Linked DNA regions of Mus musculus: region 1 is linked to region 2. A link is a contact called in public HiChIP or PLAC-seq data. All regions are on one chromosome and are shown on one strand. The core of a region is the stretch at or near the end of the contact, and the rest is flanking DNA. Distances in the headings are between cores, read along the strand shown. Region 1 overlaps Prkcq (protein kinase C, theta). Region 2 has its middle 39 kb from the start of Prkcq.

Evidence for each region. HiChIP or PLAC-seq counts read pairs in DNA pulled down with a chosen protein or histone mark.
Region 1: a contact with region 2 is called in a CTCF HiChIP or PLAC-seq map of CD8 T cells, with 5 read pairs. The contact joins two enhancer-like sites. A contact is called at or near these places in 1 of 15 datasets of contacts at CTCF or cohesin (CD8 T cells), 1 of 484 Hi-C or Micro-C datasets (nephron progenitors) and 3 of 9 other capture datasets (adipose tissue, embryonic stem cells and liver).

Annotation. Positions count from the first base shown.
Region 1 is chr2:11,249,288-11,256,443 of GRCm38.p6, forward strand. It overlaps Prkcq (protein kinase C, theta), which reads left to right. Exons shown (of 18, transcript NM_008859.2): 9 at 3,782-3,891; 10 at 4,884-5,001; 11 at 6,870-7,030. Among named protein-coding and RNA genes, the nearest start is that of Prkcq, 80 kb to the left of the region's middle. Within about 2 kb of position 4,859, at least 20 of the 459 cell types and tissues checked have an H3K27ac peak or open chromatin away from gene starts, as enhancers often do. A contact at or near this core is called in CD8 T cells, where this site is marked.
Region 2 is chr2:11,129,921-11,137,250 of GRCm38.p6, forward strand. No RefSeq gene overlaps it. Among named protein-coding and RNA genes, the nearest start is that of Prkcq, 39 kb to the right of the region's middle. Within about 2 kb of position 5,996, at least 7 of the 459 cell types and tissues checked have an H3K27ac peak or open chromatin away from gene starts, as enhancers often do. A contact at or near this core is called in CD8 T cells, where this site is marked.

The DNA of each region.
Region 1 (7,156 bases), core at 3,609-6,108, 120 kb after region 2:
CACATCTATAGCGAAAAGAGAAACAAGGCATTCCTGATCTAAAACTCTAAGTTTAAAAACTGAAATACTATAACTAGGGAGTCACAAGGGCGAAAATGCCTCAGAAAGGGTGACAAAGCACACTGCCTTCTAGGTAAGAAAGGGGAGGGCTGATGCCTCCTCACAAGACCCTTTCTTAGCACAATAAAGACCTTTCTGATGGTGAACCAGTCAATATGTCACCCTTTTCTTCTGCTTTGCAACATTCTTGTTTCCTCTTCTCTTTTAAGACCTGGAGATGGCCTCCTAAAAGTGAAAGGCCATCCTCCTCTTCTGTCTCTCCTTCCTTAGCTCAGTGGTGTTCAGGAACCTGGTGGGCCCCAAGAATGGCATCTTAGTAGAGGTGGAAAGAGTGGAGTTTGCAGATTGTTACCATGGTAGTTACTGGCAGTCAGAATAACCTTAATAATCCCTTTATTAAGATTATAATTAATCTTAATCCTGAGAGTTGGCTCAGGAGTTAAGAGAACTGACTGCTCTACCAGAGGTCCTGAGTTCAATTCCCAGCAACCACATGTTGGTTCACAACCATCTGTAATAGGATCTGATGCTCTCCTCTGGTGTGTCTGAATACAGTTACAGTGTACTCATATACATAAAATCAATAAATAAATCTTACACACACACAAATACAAATAGATAGATAGATAGATAGATAGATAGATAGATAGATAGATAGATAGATAGATAGATAGATAGATAGACAGACAGATAGATGTGTGGGTGGGTGGGTGGGTGGGTAGGTGGGTGGATAGATGAGAAGAGAATCCCTTTATGGGTCCCCAAATCCTACTTATGTCCTTTTTCCATATGCTTGTTTGTAAGGAAAATGCTGGCATACATAATTATGGAAAAAATATCATTAATTCTTAGGTGACAATAATGTCCCAATACCCTAACCACATAAGCAGAAAGGCCAATGATGAAGCTCTCACTGCTTGCTACTCCTGTGACCATCTCAGGCAGGGGTCATCTCCTGGGAGCCTGGGTGGCCACCTGCTAAGGCAGCGTTCATCTTGACAGTATGATTGCAACACTTAGAACTTCCCTGAAGATTCCTTGGCATTATTTCACACTCGCACGTGCTTGCTTTAGCCTTTCTAACATTCTCTCTTTCCCATTCCATCCCCTCCCCCTCTTCCACTCCCTTTTTGCTCCTTTCTTTTATCCCCCCCTGTCCTCCCCCCTCTTTCCTTCCCTCCCTTCCCCTCCCCAATTCAACATCCATTTTAGGTGTTTTATATTCCTGAGCACCCTGTGTTCTCCACAGGGCTTTCTCCTCCCTTCTTGACCTTCCTTGTCTCTCCCTCTAGTCATTGTTCTCCCTCTCTCTTCACCTCAGCTTTCCTTCACCTCCTCCCTGGTCATCTTCTCGTGTGCCCTGATCTTCAGGCCTCAACGCTGTCTTCTTTCTTTCCCCACAATAACTCCTATGAAAATAGTCATCAGAAGGGACTATTTGCGCTCCCAGAGGTCAAGTTTTCACCTGATAGGTTAGTAACAAAGACCCGTGGTGTTACAATGGGAATAAAAGCCATTTTTCCCAACTGAGCATCAGAGTCAAGCTTAGACCTAGCTACTATTTTAAGGAGCAAAGTAAAATAAAAATCCCAATATACCTAATTCTCAATTGGTGCCTTACATACGTACCTATACTCCCAGAACTTGGGAAGCCGAGACATGAGAATGACCAGTTCAAAGCCAGCCTAGGCTACGTAGTAAGACTCTGTCTCAACAACAACAAAAACAACAATGAAATGGAAGCCTTAAAACCTACTGAACAAATCCAATGTAGTTATACCAACAATGCAGAAATTTTAGCACCACCATTAAAAATTTTAAATATACCTAAAAGGTTTTATTTTAAAAGAATTTTTATAACAAATGTTTTATAGATAAGGTTTTATTAGTTTTTATGATGAACTATCTAGAAAAATGTGGACTACTTAAAAGATGCCACAATTTTATCTTGCTATTTTAACCTTCTGTTTTTATCCTGAATTGTGTGTATCTCTCTGTGTGTCTATGCATGTGAGTCCAAGAGTTCACAGAGGTTAGACGAGGTCATTGGGTCCCCTAGAGCTGCAGTCACAGGAGGTTGTGAGCCATATGACATAGGTGCAGGACACTAAACTGGAATCCTTTACAAGAGCAGCAAATGCTCTAAATCACTGAGCCACCTGCCAGCCCGTCTAGATGTTTTAATGTATGACTGCAATTAATTATAATAATGAAAGAGAAGTTGTACTTGGTGAACTGCTGTCACTGTGTAAAGATCTTTGTGCATAAATGGCTAATACCCAGTGAAGATTAAATTTTGGGTCTTAACTGCCTAATTCTATTAGGATAATGCTTAAGTATTTTGGTAGAAGCCAAGTAGTACTCGAGATTAGAGTTCCATCTACCGGAGCTTGGAATTGTTATGCTAATTTTTCTGTTGATTGTAATAGCGATCTTTCAAAAGGAAAAATTTCTAAAAACTGAGAACATGGTGTAATAGTGGTATTTCCATAGACTGGTGAGGACACACATCCCCCTATAGATGAACAGGGAATCACAAGGTCACAGGAAGTGGAAGTTAGTCCCTTATGGTGTTGTTATCAGGACTTATGAATCAGGTTGCTTGTAGGATTTAAGAGTTAGAAGAAGCCTATGGAGACAGCATTATCCCTTGAGGGAGGGAGGGAGGGAGGGAGGGAGGGAGGGAGGGAGGGAGGGAGGGAGAGAGAGAGAGAGAGAGAGAGAGAGAGAGAGAGAGAGAGAGAGAGAGAGAGAGATGCTCACGAATCAAGCACATCTCTTTCTTTGTGGAAAATCTAAAATCCACAGCGTCCAGGACCTACAGTGATTGAGGGTGCTGTGCTCTTTCTTGTGGCTCTTGCAATTAACTATGGCATAGGTGTAAAGTTAAGACATTAACACATATGTAAGAAATCCCATTTTCTTTATGGCCTTGACATTACCATAAGCAAAACTCTAATAACTACATCGTTCCTCTGCCCTTAATTAGCCTGTAATTGCATGATATCTGGACATGCATGTGTTTAGGGGCCGGGGAACTGAGACATGATCTCCATCCAGCTGTCAGGTTGATGTTAGCATCACTATCTAAATCCAGAGATGAGGTCTGTGATGCTCTTCTTATGACTTCTGTGGAAGGCTGTGTGTAGGAACACTACCATAACTTCCCAGTACATTGCAGTTCATCAAAGAGCTTCCTTCACTCCTGGGCCCCCACCAGTTTGATTTTCCCTTCCAAAGCTCCGTCTAGTCTCTTAGTTCTGTCCACAAGAGACACAGCCATCCTGGATGCCTCCTCCCCCACTAGTCAGGGCTCAGACCTTTGCCCTCATTCTGTGCCTCCATCATAACCAGCCAGGAAGTATAACAATACCTCTTCCTAAAGTGAGCCCATGGTCTCTGGGCCTCTTTCCTCCTACCTACCTGTTAACATACAAACACCATCTCATCGCTATCCATTTCCCTTCTTCAGGCTTAAGCCAGAGTTTAAGCTTTGTCCCAGAGCAGGAGGACAACCTCTTGTATCCTCAAATTTTCTAACACTATCAATAGAACCATGGTCCTCTTGGCGCTTCCATCCACAGGCCATCTCAGATGCCATGCCAGCCACAGACTTTCTTCTCTAGATGTGAGACTGTGATGCTCACATTGTACCTGGTGTCATTTTGAAGCACTCCCGGCTTCTTTCCCTGCTCCTCACGAGCTACTTTCTTCGTTTCAGCATGTGGCATGAACGTCCACCACCGATGCCAGACAAAGGTTGCCAATCTTTGTGGTATAAACCAGAAGCTAATGGCTGAAGCACTAGCGATGATTGAAAGCACCCAACAGGTAAAGCAGACATTACACTGATGTGATTCCCGATGTCCTCTCAACAAGGGCCACCCACGTCCATTCTTTCTTGCTCTGTCTACCCCACAGGATGTCCCTGCGTGTCCTTCTGAACACTTGCCATGATATTTTCACCTTCATCCCCATAATCCCACCTTTGAGATAATTAATAATTCATACATCAGTGTGGCCATCTGTAATATCTTAAACTCTGTATAGAATGAGAAGGTACAGAAAGAAAGCAAATTCACTCAAATTATTGAGGATTTACTGCCAGCTTTATATCTGTATTTTAGGGATCTCTAAGAAGCTGGAAAGAAAGTGTATTTATTAGAATTCCCTCCAGAATGGTCACAGGACACTGTGTCTAGTCTGGGCAACTTTTGCCTGTCTGTTTGTCTTACATTGATTAAATTCCTATCTCTTGAGAACCAATTTTCACTGAGACTCGGCATTACCTTCTACATAAGCTGTATTTTTGTTCACCTTCTTTTCTGTCCTGACTTGTTATGGAATGAGGCTACTTACATAGAAGATTCCAGCTAGTACCCTTGAAGTGTGAAAAAGGAGCCAAGAGCCTGCTGCTGATACATTGAATGTAGCAGTTGCATGCAAGGCCAAGGAACTCTAAACCTACTGAGAAGAAAGAAAGAAAGAAAGAAAGAAAGAAAGAAAGAAAGAAAGAAAGAAAGAAAGAAAGAAAGAAAGAAAGAGAAAGAGAGAGAGAGAGAAAGAAAGAAAGAAAGAAAGAAAGAGAGAGAGAGAGAGAGAGAGAGAGAGAGAGAGAGAAAGAAAGAAAGAAAGAAAGAAAGAAAGAAAGAAAGAAAGAAAGAAAGAAAGAAAGAAAGAAAGAAAGGAAAGTGTTGACTGTCCTGCATATTCAAAATTCCTCACAGCCTTCTGTCCTTAGGGACAATACAGTATGATTTCTGTGGGTGGGAAATGGCGCCAACTACTGGTGATTGGGTTGTCTGACCCTTTTTATGATCTAGGCTCGCTCCTTACGAGATTCAGAACACATCTTCCGAGAAGGCCCAGTTGAAATTGGTCTCCCATGCTCCACCAAAAACGAAACCAGGCCACCATGCGTACCAACACCTGGGAAAAGAGGTAACTATCACTGCAGTTGACCATCAATGCCGGTCACTTGTCACGATCCACTTGTTCTCTGGCCTTAAGTTCTTCATTTACCTAGTCTGATGAGTTTCTTTTTCTCTATTTAAAGAGTACAAATCCAGTCACCAACCTCAAGGCCCCTATTTTTTTTTATCGAAAATAGATCCATTTCATATACAATATATCCTGACTAAAGTTTCCCCTCCTACTCTTCTTTTAAGAGTAAAACTAAAATATGCCTAACTAGAATTTTTTTGTGAGGGCGTTGCTCCTGGCAGAGTTCTAGAATGTCATTTCCTGGCCATGTTGGGTGGTTTTACAGATGTTAGTCTACTGTAAAGCAAGACAAGGAGAAATGTCATTGGGGCATCGTCACTGTTGCCCGGAGACTCTCCTGTGAGGTTTTGAGACAGGAAGGAAGAAGAGCCCTAACCCTTAAACTTTGTCATGTGTAGAGATTCATTCTGCCTTCTGCTTGAAGGGGGTTCAAGGGAAAATGCAGCTACATGATTCTGGGAACTGAATCATTTCAACAAACATTATGAGATATGGTCTTTGAACTTAAAGAATACTAGGGTCTGGGGAGATGGTTCAGTTGGTAAGTGCTTGTTTTGCAAGCACAAGGACCAGAGTTCAATCCCCAAACCATTATTAAAATAAAATAAAATGAAAAATAAAAAAGCCGTTAATGGCGGTATGTATCTGTAATCCTGGTGGCATGCGGGGCAGAGACAAGTGGATCCCTGGGTCCAACTGCCATCCAGCCTTGCCTAATTGGCATGTTCCATGCTAGTGAAGGACCCTGCTTTGAAACCAAGGTAGATACTGCTAGAAGAATGACAGTTAGGGCTGACCTCTGGCTTCCATATACATGCGCACACCCACACATACATGTATGCATACCCACACATATGTGCATGCCCTCACATGCACATATCCATACACACAAAGAAGCAATACTAATGATAGTAGTATATACATAGTAAGGATTCCTAAAAACACTTTTTAATCCTTCTTCTGGCATCATACAAGGACTAAATTGACATAAAATTTCAAGAGAGATTCAAAGTCCATCTCAGAAGGATTCCCAAGCAGTAAGGAGCATCGTCCTCAGAGATGATCAGTGCACACAGCCTTGAAGACCACAAAACATGGTGTGGTTTAGATCTTTAACAACCTGCTTGATTGCGTGTCCTCAGAGCTCACATTTTACTTAATGGAAATTGATGTCAGTATGTCTGGTAGTTACAAACAGTGGTGATATCCGTTCCCCAGATCTGTGAAGATTCCTATTTCCTCAGAATCTGATGTTATTAAAAGTTTTCTCTCTTGGCTTCTCCCTCTCCCTGCCTCCCTCTCCCTTTCTCTTCCTCTCTCTCACACACAAATATGTAGTCTTTGATTGAGATGAGTCCTGTCTGTCAGTCTGTCTTTCTTTCTTTCTATTTGTTCTGGTTTGGGTTTGAGTTTAGGACTTTTTCGTGTTTAGGGATGGTGTTGTTTGTTTTTTTCAAGACAGGGTTCCCTGGCTGTCCTGGAACTTGCTCTGTAGACTGGCCTCAAACTCAGAGATCAGCCTACCTCTGCCTCCTCAGTTCTGGGATTCAAGGCGTGCACCACCACTGCCACACTAACCATGACCTTGGGTCCAGTATTTCTTCAGTTAGACCATTGCCCAGGCTATTAGCTAGCCAGAGACCCAGCCCAAATGCCAGGTTTACAGACAGATGCAGAAGGATTCTGAAACTGAATTAGATGGAACTTCGGAATGAAAGATGGAAGAAGTGGGTGGTGCCCTAAGTGCCTACAGTGAGTGACCTTACTTACCCATTCATGTTTAATAACTGATCTGCTGTTTTCAGAACCCCAGGGCATTTCCTGGGATTCCCCTTTGGATGGGTCAAATAAATCGGCCGGTCCTCCTGAACCCGAAGTGAGCATGCGCAGGACTTCACTGCAGCTGAAACTGAAGATCGATGACTTCATCCTGCACAAGATGTTGGGAAAAGGAAGTTTTGGCAAGGTATGCTACCAAGTTCCTGAAGGTGTGCAAACAGGGCCAGAGAGCACCCGCCCCCCACCGTGTCGTGAGATGACAGAGCATCCAACATTAAATCGGGAGCTAAGTAACTCTGCAGTAATAGCAGTC
Region 2 (7,330 bases), core at 4,746-7,245:
TTTTGAGACAGTGCCTCCCTGGAGCTTACCAATTTTGCTAGATCAGCTGACCACAAAGCCCCGGGAACCCTCCTGTCTCTGCCTTCCCAGTGCTGTGATTACAGGCAATGTCATTGGATGTAGAGTTCAGTGTGGGTTTCTAGGACTGGAACTTGGGCCCCGGACCTTGTGCAAGAAGCACTTTATTGACTCCTCAGCACTTTATTTAAAAAAATTTACACATCATATTTAGAAGTTATAAGCATTAGAACATGTTATCTTATCCATGTTTACAATATCATTAAATAATTTTAAAAATGAAGTCAGGAATAAGACTTGTGTAGTGTGCTGTGTTTTTTTTTAAGGGAGCTTCATTTTATTCAATTTATGAAGCATCAAAGAGCGTACATGCTATGATTTGGATGTTTATCATCCCCAAATACTCATGTTGAATCGTAATTGACTTGGTCTAAGCCTGTTGTTCAATGAAATAGTATTTGTCAATCATACACATGACCCTGGGTTTTATTCCCAGCACAATACAAAAGACAAAGTGGGCGGAACTTTAAAAGAAGTGTTTAGGCTGTAAGGATTCATGTCACTTTAAAGGAGTGTTAGTGGCCGGGAAGATGACCTGGTAGATCAAGTGCTAGAATTACAGTAAGTACACAGAGCACACACACACACACACACACACACACACTTACACACTCGGTTGATACAAGCACAAAGACCTGAGGTCAGGTCCCCAGTATCCACCTACAAAGTTGGACATAGCAGCACTGAGTGTTGTAAAATCCCATCACATGAGACATGAGAACCCTCAAGGCTTGCCAGCAGACAGTATAGCCCAATGGTGAGCCCCAGGTTCTTTGAGAGACTCTGTCCCCAAAACCAATGTGGACAGCAATAGAGGAAGATAACACAACATGCAACACGTGAGCATTCCCACGCATACTTGCATGAGCATGCATAATGAACACAAGTGCACACAGGTCCCCTCTTCCTGGCTCCTTTCTTCCTCTCTCCGTTCGCCATATTGAGTAAAGCAACAGCAGGGCCCTCACCAGACGCCAGCCAGGAGGTTTTCTCCTTCCTCGCTTCCCAAAGCAATGCTGAGGTCATCTCTCTTCGTTGTAAACTGCTTGCTTAATGCCTGGTAAAGCGAGCAGCGGCGGCGTATGAACCAAGACATTTCCCGGAGCTATCAGAAGGTGAACACCAGCTGGAGCCAAGCCTGGGAGAGAGAAAACTGAGCTTGCAGGCAAAGCAAGAAAGAAACACATCGTAAGTCTTCCTCGCTTCACACTGTCAGTGCCTATTTCAAGTGTTTTTCTTCATTGCCCCCAAGTGCTGAAATCACAATTGGTGGAAAAAAGCATGCATACACATGTGTACACACACATATATGCACACCACACACATGTGTACACACATGAAACACACAACAAGCTGCAATAAGGCGCCCTGGGTAAAAAATTGAATTTTTTTTCTATTGTGGGAACTTCAGTACAGAATCCTATAGCCAATTTTGAGTCTTGGGTGTCCTTAAGAGTGGTAGACCAAAGGATCATTAAAACATGCTTCATGCTAGGATCCAGTGACTTACAAGAGAAAGGTCTAGAAGCTGGAGAGGCAGAAGACTAGCTTCAAACCCCTGCCTCTTATGCCAAAACAGTATGTTCTATGTTGACTTATGAAATGCAGGCAGCCAGGCAGTGGTGGCACATGCCTTTAATCCCAGCACTCGGGAGGCAGAGGCAGGTGGATTTCTGAGTTCGAGGTCAGCCTGATCTACAAAGTGAGTTCCAGGACAGCCAGGGCTACACAGAGAAACCCTGTCTTGAAAAAGGAAGGAGGAAGGAAGGAAGGAAGGAGGGAAGGAAGGAAGGAAGGAAGGAAGGAAGGAAAGAAAGAAAGAAAGAAAGAAAGAAAGAAAGAAAGAAAGAAAGAAAGAAAGAAAGAAAGAAAGAAAGAAAGAAAGAAAGAAAATGCAGGCAGTTATTTGCAGGCACAGAGGTACCAAACAGCAGACATGAAGTGTGTGTTACTGTCCTCAAGAAAACTTAACTGACTGAATCACCCTGATAACATATCAAAGGACAAGCAGAGCTTTCTCCATCTCAGCTTACAGAGGATCTCCTAAGACTGCATTGCACTGTTACAACTTTGATTGTAGCCCACCCACCCATCCCTAGACTTTCTTTCCATGGCCTACCACACTCTTTTTTTTTCTTTCCATTTTTTATTAGGTATTTAGCTCATTTACATTTCCAATGCTATACCAAAAGTCCCCCATACCCACCCACCCCCACTCCCCTACCCGCCCACTCCCCCTTTTTGGCCCTGGCGTTCCCCTGTTCTGGGGCATATAAAGTTTGTGTGTCCAATGGGCCTCTCTTTCCAGTGATGGCCGACTAGGCCATCTTTTGATACATATGCAGCTAGAGTCAAGAGCTCCGGGGTACTGGTTAGTTCATAATGTTGATCCACCTATAGGGTTGCAGATCCCTTTAGCTCCTTGGGTACTTTCTCTAGCTCCTCCATTGGGAGCCCTGTGATCCATCCATTAGCTGACTGTGGGCATCCACTTCTGTGTTTGCTAGGCCCCGGCATAGTCTCACAAGAGACAGCTACATCTGGGTCCTTTCGATAAAATCTTGCTAGTGTATGCAATGGTGTCAGCGTTTGGATGCTGATTATGGGGTGGATCCCTGGATAAGGCAGTCTCTACATGGTCCATCCTTTCATCTCAGCTCCAAACTTTGTCTCTGTAACTCCTTCCAAGGGTGTTTTGTTCCCACTTCTAAGGAGGGGCATAGTGTCCACACTTCAGTCTTCATTTTTCTTGAGTTTCATGTGTTTAGGAAATTGTATCTTATATCTTGGGTATCCTAGGTTTTGGGCTAATATCCACTTATCAGTGAGTACATATTGTGTGAGTTCCTTTGTGAATGTGTTACCTCACTCAGGATGATGCCCTCCAGGTCCATCCATTTGGCTAGGAATTTCATAAATTCATTCTTTTTAATAGCTGAGTAGTACTCCATTGTGTAGATGTACCACATTTTCTGTATCCATTCCTCTGTTGAGGGGCATCTGGGTTCTTTCCAGCTTCTGGCTATTATAAATAAGGCTGCTATGAACATAGTGGAGCATGTGTCCTTCTTACCAGTTGGGGCATCTTCTGGATATATGCCCAGGAGAGGTATTGCTGGATCCTCCGGTAGTACTATGTCCAATTTTCTGAGGAACCGCCAGACGGATTTCCAGAGTGGCCTACCACACTCTTGCCAAAAACTGAAAATTAAAATAAAAAGCAATCATCGGTTCAGCTCATTCTTCAACCCAGAAAGTCCTTACTAGAAAAGAGAGTCTCTGCTGGCCAAACAAAGCCAATGAGCAGAAAAGAAACAGCTCATTGCTGTCTAAGAACTAGGAAGGAACACAGAAACAAGAATCTCTGAGGAATGAATGAATAAGCCCAGGGTGTAAATACTACAGAGACTAAGGTGGTCTGATGGTGGTGGAAACACTCATGTTATATTTCAATATCAATGATTGAAAACAGGAAGTGTAATTAACAATCCCACCCTTATCTTTCCCTGGCTTGTTATACTGCCAAAAAGAAAGGCAACAAAATATTGCCTGAATGCCCATGTCGCTCCCTCACTGAATGACCCTGTGTGCTTGTCGCACACTCTCTGTGAATGAGTTTGATACTGTAGTCTGCCACTCACACAGGTCTCTCCCTTTAGATCTGTCTATTTTCTGATTTTATCTATTATTGCCTTCAAACACAAATGATAATATACTTCTGTATTATTTGTGTGTGAGAAAGAGAAAGAGAGCATGTGTGTTTGGGTGCATACGTGTATGTATGCACAGAGAGTAACCTGAGAGGTCCTGCTTAGGAGCTCTTCGCTTTATTTTGAGGCAGTCTCTCATGAGGACCTCGGGCTCACAGACTAAACTAGACTTGCTGGAGAGCAAGGACATAAGCCTCTTGTCTCTGCTTCTCTCTTGGCTCCAGGGTTACAAAAGTCCACCATGCTGTTTGGCTTTTTTTTCTGAGGTTCAAATTCAGGCCCCCATACTTTCAGAGCAAGCACTTCTCTGACTAAGCCATCTCTCTAGTCTGTTTTATTTTTTATATTTTGTTTACTATTTATTGTCTGTCCCTCTGATGAAATAAAGACATCTTAGATATATTTTTACAAATCTATCAGATGTCCATAGCAAAATATATTCATATCAAAGCCTGACTTTTATAAGGACCCACTCCATGTTCATTGACTGCATAACTGCCGTCTGTCTCTCTCTTGTTTGTTCTAGTCCATTGTAGATTCTTTTAACATGAGAGCCACTTTCAACACGCATTGATATCCCAGCATGTAATAAGTACTTTATAAAGTAGAATAAATTGAGAGCAGAAAAAGACCACAGTCTGTGTCCTTCAGAAGTTGGCCTGGAATGTCAGCTAGGACAGGCTAATTCTCTTGTTAGACATAAACTACCTCAGAAGAGACCAGCCTCAGAGACATTGACTCTGAGCTAATTGTGAAGTGAAACAAAGCAGGTCCACTTCCTAATTCCATCTAAGCATAGGCAAAAATTATAATAAAGTCACCCATAAATATCTAATACCCCTCCTCGGAACCAGTGAGAAGCAGCTGCCCTACCAGTCCTTCCAGCCTCCATCCCTTGGATTACTTACTGGTTTCATGGACTTCATGTGTCTACAAAGAACTCATATCCTTGCACCATCTCCTGATTACAGCTCAAAGTCTATATACTGTTACTGCACTTTTTAAACCCTCCATAGTGTGTATTTTCCCTCACTGCAATAAATAATTAGCCTGTCCTTTCTACAGAAGGATTTTGAGTGGCCCTTGGCTAAAGACCATTGACAGAATAAATGGTTTAATTAATGTGAGTATTTCATGAATTAGCTACCTAAGGATCTCAAAAGTCTTTTGAATGTTTTAATTCCCTGAAGCCATTAGAAAAGAAGTTCATCTCCTCATTGCTTCTCCATCAAAAGAGACAGATCCTCCTACCTTCAGGCAATTCTCAGGATCCTTATAGCAACAGGATTTAGTCATTTAAAATAAACCCCATACATCAAGGGAATAGGTTGTGAAAACCTTGTGGGTATGTAATCAAACCAGCTGTGTTATACATATGTATGTATATTTATTTATTCATGACCATGAATTCATAGCTTATACAAAACAAATTTAAGTTATATCTCTGATTCATAGTCAGCTACATTTGATAGATAATGATGTTAGGTGATAGATAGATAGATAGATAGATAGATAGATAGATAGATAGATAGATAGATAGATAGATAGATGATAGATAGATAGGATAGTAATGATACATAGAAAGAGAGTGGCAGACAGACAGATAGACATAGATGGATGATAAATCTAAATTTCAAGTTTATTTAAAAACAAAATGGTAAGTATCACTGTATGTTCCATGTTCCATTAACCAAAAGAAATGACAATAAAGGGGGCCCAGGGAAGGAGGAAGGATTTGGATGCAAAGGATGCCAATCCCCGATTAGAAATTGATGAGAACAGATTTTCTTCTGTCTACTGCATAAAAAAGAATCCCAGTATAAACAGCTTATCTTCAATATGCGCAGAAGTGAGTGTGTTTGAAAACCAAATCAAAACAGGGAGAAGAAAGATAGTGGGGAAGAAAAGGGAAGGGAATGCGAGAAACCGAGATGGGAAAGGGGCAGAGGAAGGGATCCAGTTATCTGGGGAGTAGAAATTTGCCCAAGGCAGGGAGGGTGTTTTCCTCAGTTTTTAGGTCATGTGAGTCTCTTAACTGGTTTTTATGCCTTGAATAACAAACGTTTCCAACCGGTGTTAAAGTCTAAGGCCCCAGGTGGTGGTGCTGTTTGGGAGGCTCTGGAAACTTTAGGAGGTAGGACCTAGCCATAGCCAGAGAAAGAGCTCTAGGAGAGGTTTTTTGGGGTGTTTTGCTCCTCCCCTCCCTACTTCCTGTCAGCCATGAAGAGAGGAATCCCTTCCTCCACACACTCCTGCCACAGCGATGCCCAGGCCCACAGAGCCAACAGAACCACGAACCTTCTGAAACTGAGATAAAAGAAATACTTCCTTCTCTAAATTATTTACGGAAAAAATACTTGATCACAATGATAATAAAACCAACACGGTGGTGTTTGCTCAGGTTAACCTCTACCCTCCCATGAGACTAGAAGACAGAATTCATGTCTTGGGATGTTGACTAGAACATATATTAACTGTTCCTGGCAGCCTTGTTTATAGGCAGAAGCTTGGGGACTGCAGCCTTGATCCTAAGGACACAGCTTGAACTTAGAAACCATGCTAGTGTTTGTACACAGCATTTAGTGTAAGAGTAAAAAATGGTTTTCCTAAAAGTTCACAGTCATTACAGGCCAAGGTCAAGTATTTGACTCAGAGGAGTCCAAATTTGGTCCAGAAGTTTGGTCTTTATTAATGGTAAAACATCTCTGGACTCCATACACCTATCAAATGACTTCTGCCATCCTGGTGTTGACTATAACAGACATCAACACTGTCTCTTTCATCTCCCTGATCTCCTTGTTCTATGTGTAGCACACATCAGCTTGAATGTGTCTGATGTCACACCTACTCTGGGAGGGTCAGGGCATTGAGGAGGAATTTGTATATCTCAACTCTTATCCAGTATTCCAGGTCTCAGGGAGGCAGCACCCACCATTTCGCTAGCCATGTGCATCTGCAGTTTTGTAAGATGCCTATGGATGCTGAGCCATACTGGTTTGGGGAAGCAGATCTCATATTCATCTGCCAGAGGCTAAAGCAGGTCTACAGGCAAAATCTCTACAGCAGATTCAGGTTCAACTCTGCCTGCTCTGTGTCTGACACTGGGACACTCATTTGTTTAAAAGAAACTAGATATCAAGAAAACAAATAGCCCAATTTAAAAATGGGGTACAATCTAAACAAAGAATTCTCAATAGAGGAAACCCAAATGACTGGGAAACACTTGCCTTAGCTGTCAGGGAAATGCAAATCAAAGCTACATTGAGATTCCATCCTATACCTGTCAGAACATCAAAATCAGTAACACAAATGACAGATGATGCTGACAAGGAGAACACTCCTCCATTGCTGGTGGGACTGCAAACTTGGACAACCACTATGAAAATCAGTATTGTGATTCCTCAGAAAACTGGGAATTGATCTACCTCAAAACTCACCTATACCATTCTTGGACATATACCTGAGAAACATTTCATTCTACCTCAGAGACACTTGCTCAAATATGTTCATAGTAGCTTTATTCATAATAGACAGAAACTGGA